Linked DNA regions of Gossypium hirsutum: regions 1 and 2 are each linked to region 3. Evidence: chromatin contacts called from public Hi-C data. All regions are on one chromosome and are shown on one strand. The core of a region is the stretch at or near the end of the contact, and the rest is flanking DNA. Distances in the headings are between cores, read along the strand shown. Region 1 has its middle 24 kb from the start of LOC107900081. Region 2 overlaps LOC107900126 (a long non-coding RNA gene). Region 3 holds the start of LOC107900108 (pentatricopeptide repeat-containing protein At4g25270, chloroplastic).

Region 1 (4,662 bases), core at 1,401-3,900, 240 kb after region 3:
CTAGGCCGTGTATGACACACGAGCCACACCCGTGGGCGTGTGGCATGGTCGTGTGTCCCCTGCATCTAAAATGGTAAGTCTGTTAAATGAACATGGGCTAGACACACGGGCGTGTGTCTTGGCCATGTGAATTTAACAGAACGCTCAAGTCTTGGACACAGGGTGATTGCACGTGCGTGTCCCAAGTTACACGGGCATGTGACACTTCAAGTTAAAAGAAATTTTCCAAGGCACCCAAAGTTTATCAAACGTTCTCGGTTTTGTCCTGCGCCGCCTCTAGACATGTTTTAGGTCTCGAAGACCTAGTTAAGGGAAATGATATATATATTTGAAAAGTTTTAAATTAGAGTTCAAATTAGTGACTTGATTTAATATGTTTATGAACGTGAAATCCCAGTAACGCCTCGAGCCCTATCCCGACGTCAGATACGGGTGAGGGGTGTTACAGGTCGTTTTGGTACAAACATTTCCCAGAAATTAATGGACCATCTACATTTATTTTCTTTTGTCATCTCCTTTGAATATCAATAACCTAGCATGGAATTTTACTAAGAAAGTACCTCGAATGACCAAGCTTTTGAAGCTTTCAAGTTAATAATCTGTTGGGCTAATGAATGGAGGTCTTTAAAAAATGCCAACAATTTTATTTGGTTTACCTATTTATTTTAAATATGTTTTTTTTTGTGTTAAGGTTCTAATCTAGAAATATCCCCGTCATATCCCATCTCTGGATAAGCTATTCAGAGGATATCCCTGTCATATTCCATCCCGATTCAGGATTTTTAGTGCCCGATTCGGTTGTTTTAGTGTTCGGTTTAGATTTTTTATGTGTTTGGATCGGGCTACCTATCATACTTATTCCAATCAGGGATATCTCATTCCAAGGATATCTCAGTTCTTGGGTATACCATTTAGGGATATCCTGATTTGGGTGTATCTCTTTCCAAGGGTATCCCTTGTGCTTTTAGGGTTATGGTTTGAAAAATGTAAAAGAGTTTATTAAACATATAAATATTTTTTTTGCTTTTTTTAAATAAAAAAATTGAAATAACATTGAGACCGTAAATTTGAATAATAGTGTAAAAAAAATATATCTATAGAAACATGATATATACATGAACAAATAATAAATGAAAGCATCTTTCATATTTATTTCCCCTTTATTATCTCTTATTTCCCCTTTTTCTTTCTAACGTTTCTTTTCTGTTAATTCCCCCATTTCCCTTTTATTATCTATTATTTATTATTTCCTATTTCCCTTTTTTTTCTAACGTTTCTTTTCTGTTAATCCTCCCGAATAAAGAATTAGTGATTTAATGAAAGAATTAAATGTTACCGTTTAAAGTGAATGGGGTACTGAAAGTGATACGTGAGAGGATTCAAACATTTAGAATCCATTGGCTTTTCACATCATTTTTCTTTCCCCCATTTATTAGTCGATTCTCTTATCTCCTTCTCTTGCTTTCTTTTTTGTTTTCTTTTCTATCTTCCTCCTTTCTTCTCCTTTCATAACAAACCTTTGCCTTTTCATTTTTATTTTAGTTTCAGATCTATACCTTTTTTAATTCTATGTTAGTGGGTCTATTTTATTGTTTTTTGGTTCATAAAAAATTTGAGTGATTGAACATAGATTTGAAGTCGGAAACAACAAATGTAAAGTTTCTTCATCTTGTAATCTTGTTGCATGAGTTGTTTGTATTAGCTAAGTTTGTCATTTAAAGAGAACTATTTTAATGCCTTGATGATGATATTTTTTATGTTCTATTAAGTTCTTTGTGTTTTGTTGGTATTTCCAAGAATATCTTATTTTTTTTATTGGATGAAATTTATACAATTATAATTATATTTGTAAGTGATATTTGCTTTTGTTATTTTGTATTTTATGTAAATTTTCATTTCTATGCAACAATGTATACTTCAGAGATTGAAGTGAGAAGCAAGATTCTACTAGGTCAAAATTGTAAGTGTTCATTTATCTATTATTTTTCTTTTTTGTTAATTTTCAAATTGATATTTGTCACGTTCCATGAGATGGTATATTCATTGAATATGACGATACATTTTCCTTCTTGGTGAATAACCAAGCTTTTGAAGCTTTCAAGTTAATAATCTGTTAAGCTAATGAATGAAGGGTTCTAAACAAAACCAACAATTGTATCGATTTACCTATTTATTTGAAATACAACAATACAGAACATTCAGATAAACATAATATATTTTAAAGCTAATTAAAGATATAAGCTATAAAAATAATTATAAATGCTTTTCTTAGGAAAAATAATACTAGTATGAGAAATTAGTCGAGTTCCAAAGCTACATTAGGGGGTTTTGTTATCGATTTTAGTTCAATTTTCTAAATCTTATTTTAATTGCGTTTTCATCTCTATTTTTTTGTTAAATATATATGTTTCCTTATACTTCTATTTTCAGTTGATTTTGGTATGAGATTTTGGTTTTTAGCAATATAAATCCTTTGTCTTTGTCTTTATACATCAATTTTCGGTGGATGTTTTTTATTTTTGAATTCTTTGTTTCCCTTTGTTTTATTTTTTTGTTTCTCTTTACGGATCTTTCGTTTTATTTCATGCTTAGCAGAATATTGTTGGGGCTATGGGTTATTGGGCTTTCGATTCAATGTTAGGTGATTTGTCTTGTTTATGTTTTGGATTACTGGGTTATTGGGCTTATCTTATATTCGGTGCAAAATTTTTAACTGTCCTGCTGTAGTTAATTTTTCTTCTTATTCTACTCCAAGGATATCCTAGTCATATTCCTTCTCGGGATAAACTATTCTGCGGATATCCTGACTATGTTATTCCTGATTGAAAATTTCTACAGTCTGGTTCAATTGTTTTAGTGTCTGGTTCAAATTTTTTACGTTATTGAACCGAGCTATATGTCATACTTATTCCGATAAGGGATATCCCATTCAAAAGATATCCCAATTCGAGATATCCCATTCCACTTATATTCCAATTGAAGGATATCCCATTCTACCAATATCTTGATTTAGGGTCTGGGGTTTTATGTTTGGTTTTTATATATAGAATTTGTTCACACGTGATGAGTATGGTTAACAATTCCAGTGGTGATAGAAGTAATGATAAAAGAGAAAAGAAATATTTTACAACACATGGAAAGTTTTAACTAGTTATTTCATGTTGCATCTTCTTCTGTGCAATTATATTATGAGAAGTATATATTGAAGTAACCATGCATGGATTCAAAACAATCAGGTGAAACATAAATCCTTGACGATCATGAATCCCTTGACGATCATGAATCCCTTGACAATCATGAATCACGTTGTATGATTAATTTTAAAATGTCAAAATTTGTATTCACAAGCTTGTTGAGAGTTTTAGAAATAAGATACAATTTGCAAACTTTAAGACACATATTTTCTCATGAAATGTTGGGATTTTTTTTTTTTTTGTAAATCTTGGGCACCAATGTAAAGGTTTGGAGTAACAATAACTCAATACTTTGCAATTGTACTTAAGAAAGTTTCAACGATGGTCGTTGATATAATTTTACCAAATGATCGTTATTTTAGCTCAATACCCGAACAAATACATAATGATTCTAGATATATGTCACATTTTAAGGTAAAAATTTCAAATTATATTATTATATTTTAATATTTTTTAACTAAAAATATGCATGAGACTAATGATTATTTGTTTAGGATTGCATAGGTAAATTGATGGTACACATTTGCTGCTATTCTTCCACTAAATGAACAAATTCCCTAAATTAAAAGAAAATGTGTCTCAACTCAGAATATTATGGCAGTATGTGATTTTAATATTTGTTTCACATTTGTTATGTCTTGGATGTGAAGGATCAACGCATGACACTAGAATATTTCTTAATGCAATTTGAGATTCAAAATACAAATTTCCGCACCCACCAAATGGTAAGATATTTCATTTATTTCTTTTTTAAAATAATAAAGTATAAGTTCTTTAATTGATAATTAAAAAAAAGAAACAACTCTTGAATTAATTGTTTATTATATTATAACATGTAGGAAAATATTTTTTTGCTGATTCTGGATATCCTCAAATGAAATGTTATCTCGGACCATATAGAGGATATCAATATCATTTACCTAAATTTTGTAGAAGTAGTCCTATATCTGGTAAATAAGAGATATTCAATCATTCACATTTATCATTATGTAGTGTGATTAAATGAACTTTTAGTGTTTTGAAAAAAAAAGGGTCATTTTAAAGGATATGTCAAGTTCTAGTTTTGAAAAACAAACAATGATTGTTGTTGTTACAATGACAATACAAAATTTTATCCGAAAACATGTCAGTCGAAATGATGCAGGTCTAATGGAATAGAAAATATTGACAGAGTATATGAGAATATTATTGATCTAGAAGATGTGCATGATGGAGAAAGTGATGAAGCTGATAGTGAATCAAACAATTAAAGTAATTACAAAATGGAATTAACAAGAAATGTGATAGCTTGTGGTTTAATGAATTCACTTTAAATTGAAAATACTAATGTAAAATTTTTAATATTTATATTGGGTATACAATTATTACTCCTTTTTGAAACTTAATTCAAATATATAGAATATTTGAATTTGTTAGGTTTGTATTTTCTACGTTATCTTAATATTTAAAATAATTTAAATATTCAAAT
Region 2 (4,449 bases), core at 899-3,398, 130 kb before region 3:
AACCCCTTTTGAATTAAAGAGCTCCATAAAATAATCTTTAACGATAGTCTCCATACCCTCTCTTTCTGTCTTAAAGAATTCATTCTTGTCTTCCAATCCCCGGATATAATTCATCCTCTGTCTTTATGTAGCTTTACTATGAAAAAACGTTGTATTTTTATCACCCTCACGCAACCAATTGGCTCTAGCCTGTTGTTCCCGATATAATTCCTCCTTTTCCATTTCCCAATTAAGCTCCAGCTTTACATCAAGGATTTCTGCTATCACATCATCATCCCGGTCTATACTATCAAGTTGAACCAATCGATCTCGAAGGTTCTTCCTTTTCTTGTCATGTGCGTACTTGACTCTTCGTCCCCATTTTTGTAGGCCAGCTCAAAGATTTTCCAATTTAGCAAGAGCATCACTTGATTTCTCATCCCATAGTTTCCTAATAACATCAGCACAATTCGGTTCCATAAGCCACCAAGATTTAAACTTAAAGCGATTTCTCCCATCATGTGCACTATTTATCTCTGTTTTGATTAGATTCGGACAGTGATAATAGAATCAATGCATAAGATTATGTACCTTGTAATTACTATACAAATTGAGCCAAGCATTATTTGCCACTCCCCGGTCTAGCCATTCTCGAATATTTGTGGTCTGGAAGTTGCCCCTCTCCCATGTATCCTTCTGTCCCGTATAACCCAAATCGACTAATTCATAATCTGTTAAGGCCTTTCGAAAAGCCTCCATCTGCCTTTCATTTCTTGTTGCGCCTCCCGTTTTTTTATGAGCATACATAATCTCGTTGAAATCACCACATATACACCATGCTTCTGAATTTGTTTCTTGTAGCCTTCGAAGAAGATTCTAAGAGTCCTGCCTATCTGAGACTTGTGGATTCCCATAAAATCCAGTGAACCTCCATTTGTTTGAGTTATCTTCATCAATAACTTCAACATCAACATGAGATTCTGAATAGCCAAGTGATTTTCGTTCCATGCAAGGCAAATTCTACCACGTGTACCCGTTGCTGATATATCTATCCCGTTCTGAAAACCACATTTTCTCCTAACTCATTCCATGCGTCTATGATCCAATTTTGTCTCCATTATGAAGACCAGTTGGGGTTTGTAGAGTTTCAACATATGTTGAAATCTCCTACTAGCCTGGGGATTCCCCAGTCTCCAGACATTCCAGCTTAGGAGTTTCATGGCTTCCAGTCGGCTTGCCCATTGGCAGCCGCCGATATAACTTGTGTTAGTTCTGAACTAACGTGGGAAACAGCCTGCTTACAATCAAAATTGGCATAACTATCCTCCCTATCCTTATTTTCCTTTACTTTTTTAACAGGACTTTCATTAGTGAGATATGTCGCATTCTCAACTAGGCTTTCATGATTAAACTTGCGTTTATCCAAGATCCTTTCTGACATATTTGCATCAAAGTTCTTCTTGTCCAATCTACGCCAGCTGCTTCTGTGGTATCTCGGTTGTTGTGTTGCTTCCCATTCTTCATAATTTTTTATCTCCACTTCATCTATCTGATTTTCTGCCATGCTACTTTGGTTTTTCTGTAACTTTTCCTCCACATTGGTCATACCCTTTCCAAGACTTTCAATACCATCATTAAATTTGTTATTTCCCCCCCGGTCTTCTGCGTCCAGAACATTTGGGTCTTTTTTTGAAATTTTTGCCATCATCATATCTATCTGTCTTCGGCATCAATAATTCTGTACTGCACTTACCGTTACTATCTGGTTCTTCCATGCCTGTATAGTTACACTGTATCATTGTTTTCTTTTTCAGGGATCCGAGCCATATGCTTTCTTTTCCTTTGATAGAAGATTCAGCTTTAAGCGCTATTGAATAAGGTAAATCATCTTCTGTCTTTACTCTTTCTTCAAATGAAATACTCGTACAATCTTTAACCCCATGCCTTGCCGACCACACCCAAAACAGAACGTTGGTAGTGATTCGTATTTGAAAGGAAGCCAGGTTCTTCCTTGATTGTTTGGAGAGACAAACAGACCTTTCTGTAGTGGTTTCTGCACATCTAAATTGACCTTAAGGCGACAAAAGTCCTCTTTAATCTCTGATCGTATCACACCCCCAAACGTGGATCCCACCGCATGCATTAGGTTCTTTTTGTCACATTCTGGAGGACTTGGCCCTATTTTTATCCAAAAAGGGGGAAAGAATCAGTCAATCTTGCCTCGCTCCAGTGGTTCCGTTATTCGGTCAAGAATTACTAGTTGTTTCCAAAAAAGCCATGGTCGCCCTTCCATGACACGCTCTAAATCATCCTCATCTTCAAAAATTATTGAAAACAGGTTCTGCCCCACAATATTAATCTCGAATTTCTTTCTAGTTTTCCATACACTCCTTAATTGTGCTCTCAAACTATCTGGGTTATATGATTTCTTTGTCCAAACAGTGTAGATCAGCGTTGGATTTTCTGCCGGAGTTACTAGCGAACTCTTTACTGTTAACTGGATCAGTTCTTCTTCAAAAAGAGCTAATTCATTTTCTGCTTCCATACCCTCAAGTCACCACTCGTCCGCTGCCAAAGCACAGTAACCGTTGTTTCTTTGGGATGCTCAGAGAGCACTCTTGACTTTTTAGGGTTGTTAATTAGTAAAAATAACAAAATATTATTATACACTCATCTATATCTATTAATTTCAATATAAAACCCCATCCTTCATTTAAAAAAATAAAATATATTAAGATGATATAAAAAATATAATTTTTAGGCACCAATAAAATAGTGCCACATTATTAAATTTTAAAAATAACAAAATATTATTATTGCAGTATTTTATATTAATTAAATCTTTATATCTGTGGTTTTGTGTTTTACTATTATGTTTAAGGTCTGAAATTCGAATTGTATTGTTAAAAGTTTTATTATTTTAAAACAACCCCATCCATGCATTACATAGTTAAATGTAATTCTATGTAAATTTATATTAAGAATGAGTTTGTTGGTTCACTATTTAAGTCTCTGTATTTTGTTTGGCCCCGTGTTCGAGCCCCATCGTATGTGTTAGGAAATATTTTGCTTCTTGTCGAAAAATTTACTAGTGGCTGAGACAAAATATTTTAAATGTTTCTTTTTTTTTTCCCTTTCTTTTCCCCTTTACATTTTTGCTTCTTTCCCTTCTCTTTTTCTTTTTCCTCTTCTTTCGCTTTTTGTTTTTAAATCGTTTGAGCGTGTTGTTGTCGATCGTTGGACTTCTCATTCTAATCTATTGTACGGGTCGGGTAAGTATGTCTTCTGTGATGTCAATTGTGTCAATTTGTTAAAAGTTCTAAGAAATGACGGTGTTGTATCGTTGATAGTTTGCGCTAATGGATAATTTCTCGTGGTTAAACAATGTTGGTTCTTTATTTTAGGAATAGGTGTTGGAAGTAACAAATCTCGGCAGGTTAATTCGAGTAATTGCAGTTAATCTTTTGTTAAGTGTCAATTTCGTTGAAGATTTTATGTCGAAGTTTTTGACATAAGTTTCTGTGTATAATTGTGCTTCATTGTCGTTAAATTCAGTTGATTGAATGATTGAATGGTTGTTTTAGGCTTCAAAGACTCTCTATGTTGTTTTCGCTACACAATCTCTTTAGGTGCGTACCAAAAACCCCTGTTTTTGCAAATTTCAAACACTGGAAAATGTGGCTGTCAACGTCACACAGCCAGAGACGTAGGCGTGCGACCAGGCCATATGGTTGGCTATGTAACTCACTGATCATCGAATTTGAGCCACACAGGCAAAGGACACAGGCATGTGTTCAGGCAGTGTGTGACCATGTTATTGCATGGTTCACAAGGTTAAGGACATGAGTGTGTGTCCAGGCCGTGTAACTCACTGTTTATGATTTAGGATCACACAAGTAGATAACATGGGTGTGTACCCAAGTCGTTTGAGCCACACGGGTAAGGACATAGGCGTGTGCCCAGGTCGTGTAACTCACTGTCTACGATTTAGACCCACATGGGTAGATGACATTGGCGTGTGCTAGGTTGTGTAAGACACACGGGCAAGGATATGGACATGTGTCCTAGTCGTGTGACTCATTGTTTATGATTTAGAATCATATGGGCAGATGACATGGGCATGTACCCATGCCGTGTATGTAACACCCCTAACCCGTATTCGTGCCAGAGTAGGGTTACGAGGTATTACTGATCAATTCACAACATATAGCATACATTTATCAAACATAAAGCATTCATTCTCATAAATCATTCAACACAATCACATTGTCCCTTATAAGGGCCTACGAGGCCTTAAACATTCTTTAGAAGTAGTTTGGGACTAAACCGATAACATATGAAAATTTTGAAAACTTAGAAAAATTTCAACCATACAGGGGTCACATGCCCGTGTCTTAGGTAGTATGGAAATAGGGCATACATACTGACTTGTATCACACAGTCGAGGACACGTCCGTGTGCCAGGCCATG
Region 3 (4,561 bases), core at 2,011-4,510:
TTGTAATAGCATAAGAAAAAAAAGCTTAAATGACCAAAGTACCCTTAACAAAATTTTTGTTGGTAGATGATTATTGTTATTAAATTTTAATAAGATTATTGTTAAATATATTTTAATAATAAATAAATAATTTAATCATATTTTAACATAATTATTATTAACTACAATTTAATAAAATAATATATAATTTAATAATATTATTAATATAATTATTAATAATATTTAATAATAATTTTAATATAAAATTATCATTAAGAATATTTCAATGCCTAATATATTTGCTTCAATCTAGCCTCTCACCTGTTGTCTTAGGTCACAATCGCCAATATAAAAAAATGAGTTTAACATATCATATGAGTTTAACAATCGCCAATAACGCGCTGTCAAAGAAAAATGAACAATACATATTGGTAAGTGTATGTCAACATAAGATACACATAACATATTGCGTGCCATTGTTTAGTTTTTCTATTAGCTTTTCTATTTTTTAATAGTAAAAATGGATCAAATTTTTAACAAAAATTATCAATTTGCTCATTAATCTAATGTACAAAAAATAATTTATCTATTTTTTTTAGTACAAGGATAAAATACAATCTACCACCTAATAAAAAAGCATTGTATTTTTACCAATCCAACATTAGTTCATTTATCTTTAATTAAGCAACAACAAGTAGACATATTTCTTTATGAGCATGCATGCGCATTCACAACCAACAAGGCTTGATTATTAAGCAATTGATTGTTTTGAATATTAACAGTACTCGATTTATATCTATGCAGGAATCAACCCTAGTTATTCTGTAACAGTTAAAGCCAGATACTCCATTACTTGCATGTTAGCTATGTTAAGAACCTTCCAGACCATTATTGTACAAATCAAATGTTTTTTTTTATTAAAGGAAGTACAAATCAAATGTTGGTATATAATTGTAGCCAAAACAATATCTGTAACCACATCCACAAGCCCCACACTGATTTGCTTTTAAGGCCCTCTGGCATAAAAGATTCACCAATCAAGTTTCTTGAGGTGAGCTTTCCACCTTTAACTATTTACCACTAGCAGACAACTCTATATTATAATCCTCTATCCAACATCAATTTTCCAACTCTTTCCACATCCTTCACCCTCTCTGCATCGCTATATATCTTCATCAATAACTCAAAATTATGTTGGTTATCTGGCTCTAGCTCGAAAAGTTTTTGACCTGCAATATCTCCTATTTGTATGTTTCCATGAACCGAACAGGCATATAGCATTGCTCCCCACACAGTTAGCCCTGCCTTAAACTCCATTCTCTCCACTATCATGTTGAAAGCCTCATCTATCAGCCCTGCACTCTCGTAAAGATTTACCATGCAAGCGTAGTGCTCCATTCTCGAATCAATCCCATACTTCTTTCTCATTAACCAAAACAGCCGCTCTCCGTCATTGACCAAACCTAAATGAGCACAAGCCGATAGTATTGCTACAAACGTGATGCTATCAGGTGAAGAACCGCTCCTCACCATCTGTTCGAAATACAGTAGAGCTTCTGGGTGTTTACTATGACCAGAGATTATTGAATTCCATGACACAATATCCCGCTCGGGCATTCATTGAAACAACCAACTTGCTCCATCTAACTTGCCAAGATTAGAATAAACAACGATCATAGCATTAACGACAGATGTATTCCACTCAATTCCTCGCCTGAGAACCTATCCGTGTATCTGTGCTGCAATCTTCAATGAAAAAAAGCTAGACAGAATAGTGGATATAATAACAGAGCCAGGCTCAAATCCCTCTTGAATCATCCCACGAAATACCTGCAATGCCCCAGCCAATAACCCTTGACGAATATATCCCGTCAACATGGAATTCCAAGAAATGTTATCCTTACAAGAAATGCTATCAAAAACCCACCTAGCCTTAACTATGTCTCCACATTTTGCGTACATATCAGTAAGATCATTAAGCACAACGAGACTCCATTGGTTTTTAATATCTATCGAGTTTAATTTTTTTATCAATAGCTTACTACAACGAGACTCCATTCTATTGGGTGCTCAATCAAAACTCCACTTATTCTTTTCCCTTCTGATAAAAGAGAGAAAAATAAATAAACCAGCAGCTACACCCAGTACCATTCTTACCTCATGTATATATCATCATGCAGTACCTGAAGTATCACTGCCGGAGGATAAAAAGATAAACTGGGAACGCTAATAATTTATAGACACTTTGAATCAAAGCAATTTTCGGGCATAAACCAGTTAGCATTAGCAGTTGCAGATAAACAACACCCCGAAGCAGCCACTATTGAGTCCAAGCATGCATTGATTAAAGAAGGAGGGGAAGCCAATAAAGCAAGCATTGAAAGAAATGGAGGACTTCCATACGAGATGAAACATTGAAGTCCAGGGGGACCTAATCTTCATCATCATTAATAATCATAAATATAGTTTCTCCTCTCCTTTACCACTTTTCTTCAGTAATAACAGAACCCGCAAATTCATGTAGTTGTGGCTAAGAAAATTTTGTTTGAATATATGCTAAAACTAAACCTAGTTGTCCAAATTGGAGAGCAGTATTTAAGTTTTTAATTTTTATAATAACTTTTTTGACACTTTTAAATCCACACCATAATCATTCTGACAATGCAGTGCAAGAGTGGGACACTAATGACTCACATGGCAGAATCAAAATGTAAACTTGACATGCAGTATAGAAGAGAGGGAATAAGGCACAAAAATTGGCAGAAGTATGCAGGAATTTGCATGAAAATCTTCAGCCAAAAAGAAGAATATATAACGAGCTGTTCTAAGACTCATGCTAAAGATAATCAGGAAATTTGTAGGAATTTGAAGGAAGGGTGCCTATCCTACCCTAAAAGCATTGACTTTGAATTTAGCAAGACAAGAATGAAGGGACGTGCCTGGGCTTGGAAACGTCGATTTTTTTACCGATTTGATTAAGAACGTCGAGATACTTCTTCAAGGCTCTGCCATTGTTTTTTTCGATGAATCAATAAGGAACAAACCCGTAAACAAAAATGAAAAAGCAAAAATGAAGATGATGTGAAGGAAGCAAAAGCAAAAATGTTTTTACCTGACCTTGGATGAAGGGGAGGAATGGCTGCTGATTGAGAGTGTTTTTGAGGTGAAATTTTGGTAAGGGTAAACTAGGGTTCCTCAAGCAACGAATAGCTAAACGGTGAAGAGGGAAGGGAATAGAAATCCCCAAAAATCTCTGCTTAAGCCCAGAATGGAATAGCCCCGTAATAAGCTATTCCATTGAACCAAACGTCAATTTATGTGGGGCTGCAGAATAGGGTGGTAATAGGCATGTAATGGCATAGCCATTACATCCAACCAAACATGCCCAGGCTATTAGAATATGAATTTTTATTTAATTATGTATGGAACATGAATTTTATTAAAATGTATTTTGTTAAGAAAGTAATTTGGATTTTTAACTAAGTTTTTAATAGTAAAGACTGATATAATGAAGATGTCAAACTTAATCGTTTTTTTTAACTCTTGTGTTTTTCTGAAAAGAGACTAAAGTTCCTTATAAAATAAACAAATGATTTAATTAACTGTTTTTAAAACTCCAATAATCTTGCTAGGCCATTTCGGTGGCCAATGTAAGCTCCAAAAATCGAGTCTAACATCTAGGCCAGGTTGGGCAGGTTACATATAATGTACTACTATTATTTATAACTATTATTATATTATAGATTATAATAAAAGATAAAGTATTACATGATATTATGATATTTAATCATTGATGCATATATATCAACTATTAATATATTATATACTATATGATATGATAAAGTAGGAGGGTTAACTTTCAAATATACGAAAAGTATAAGGGCTTAGAACATATTTTAACCAGTACAATAATAAACAATAATTATGATAATAATTAATATACAATTACTACTATTATATTATAGAATATACTAAAATTTATAGTATTACATGATATTATAATGTTTAATCATTTATGCATATATATGAACTATTAATATATTATATACTATAGCATTATGTAATATATTAGGAAGGTTAACTTTCAAATGTAGGAATATATGATAATGATTAATATATTATGTACTACTCTATTATTATAGTATGTGATATAGTATTATATAATGAAATAATATATTTATAAGTACTAATATAATAACTATTATTCTTCAAAAAAAATTATATAACTATTATTATATTATATATTATAATAAAAGATTTAACATCAATAGTTATATGTAATTTAGTATATTAAAATACATGTTTATAACTATAACTAGCAAAGCATAAAGTATTATTAAAAATTTAATATCCTAATCAAATATTATTTTTAAATTAGATTTTGAATTGAACTTTAACTTTTACAAAATATATTTGAGTATTGAGTTTAATTTCTTTTTATTTTGGGCTTGAAATTTGGGCTATTAGTTTATTTTGAGTTTAGGTAATAATGAGTATATCATTTGTGTTTGGAATTACTATAATATATTTGAGTTTTGGAATAAATATTTTAGAATATGAGTATTAGATTTATAAATTTAAT

What was found. A called contact is a pair of places that touch in the nucleus more often than the background predicts.
Region 1: a contact with region 3 is called in a Hi-C map of leaf, with 2.3 times the contacts expected there. The contact joins the enhancer-like site here to the promoter of LOC107900108 in region 3. A contact is called at or near these places in 2 of 34 Hi-C or Micro-C datasets (both in leaf).
Region 2: a Hi-C map of leaf shows a contact between it and region 3, with 5 times the contacts expected there. The contact joins the enhancer-like site here to the promoter of LOC107900108 in region 3. A contact is called at or near these places in 11 of 34 Hi-C or Micro-C datasets (anther, fibers, hypocotyl and 3 more).

What each region holds. Positions count from the first base shown.
Region 1 is chrA11:64,501,314-64,505,975 of Gossypium_hirsutum_v2.1, reverse strand. No RefSeq gene overlaps it. Among protein-coding and RNA genes, the nearest start is that of LOC107900081, 24 kb to the left of the region's middle. Within about 2 kb of position 2,650, at least 1 of the 9 cell types and tissues checked has an H3K27ac peak or open chromatin away from gene starts, as enhancers often do. A contact at or near this core is called in leaf, where this site is marked.
Region 2 is chrA11:64,876,595-64,881,043 of Gossypium_hirsutum_v2.1, reverse strand. LOC107900126 (a long non-coding RNA gene) reads left to right here. Exons shown (of 7, transcript XR_001684824.2): 5 at 1,794-1,858; 6 at 1,947-2,317; 7 at 2,422-2,652. Among protein-coding and RNA genes, the nearest start is that of LOC107900126, 5.3 kb to the left of the region's middle. Within about 2 kb of position 2,148, at least 6 of the 9 cell types and tissues checked have an H3K27ac peak or open chromatin away from gene starts, as enhancers often do. A contact at or near this core is called in fibers and leaf, where this site is marked.
Region 3 is chrA11:64,745,143-64,749,703 of Gossypium_hirsutum_v2.1, reverse strand. It overlaps LOC107900108 (pentatricopeptide repeat-containing protein At4g25270, chloroplastic), which reads right to left and starts at 3,260. Exons shown (of 2, transcript XM_016825818.2): 1 at 3,092-3,260; 2 at 871-2,984. The coding sequence starts at 1,596. The coding sequence ends at 1,078.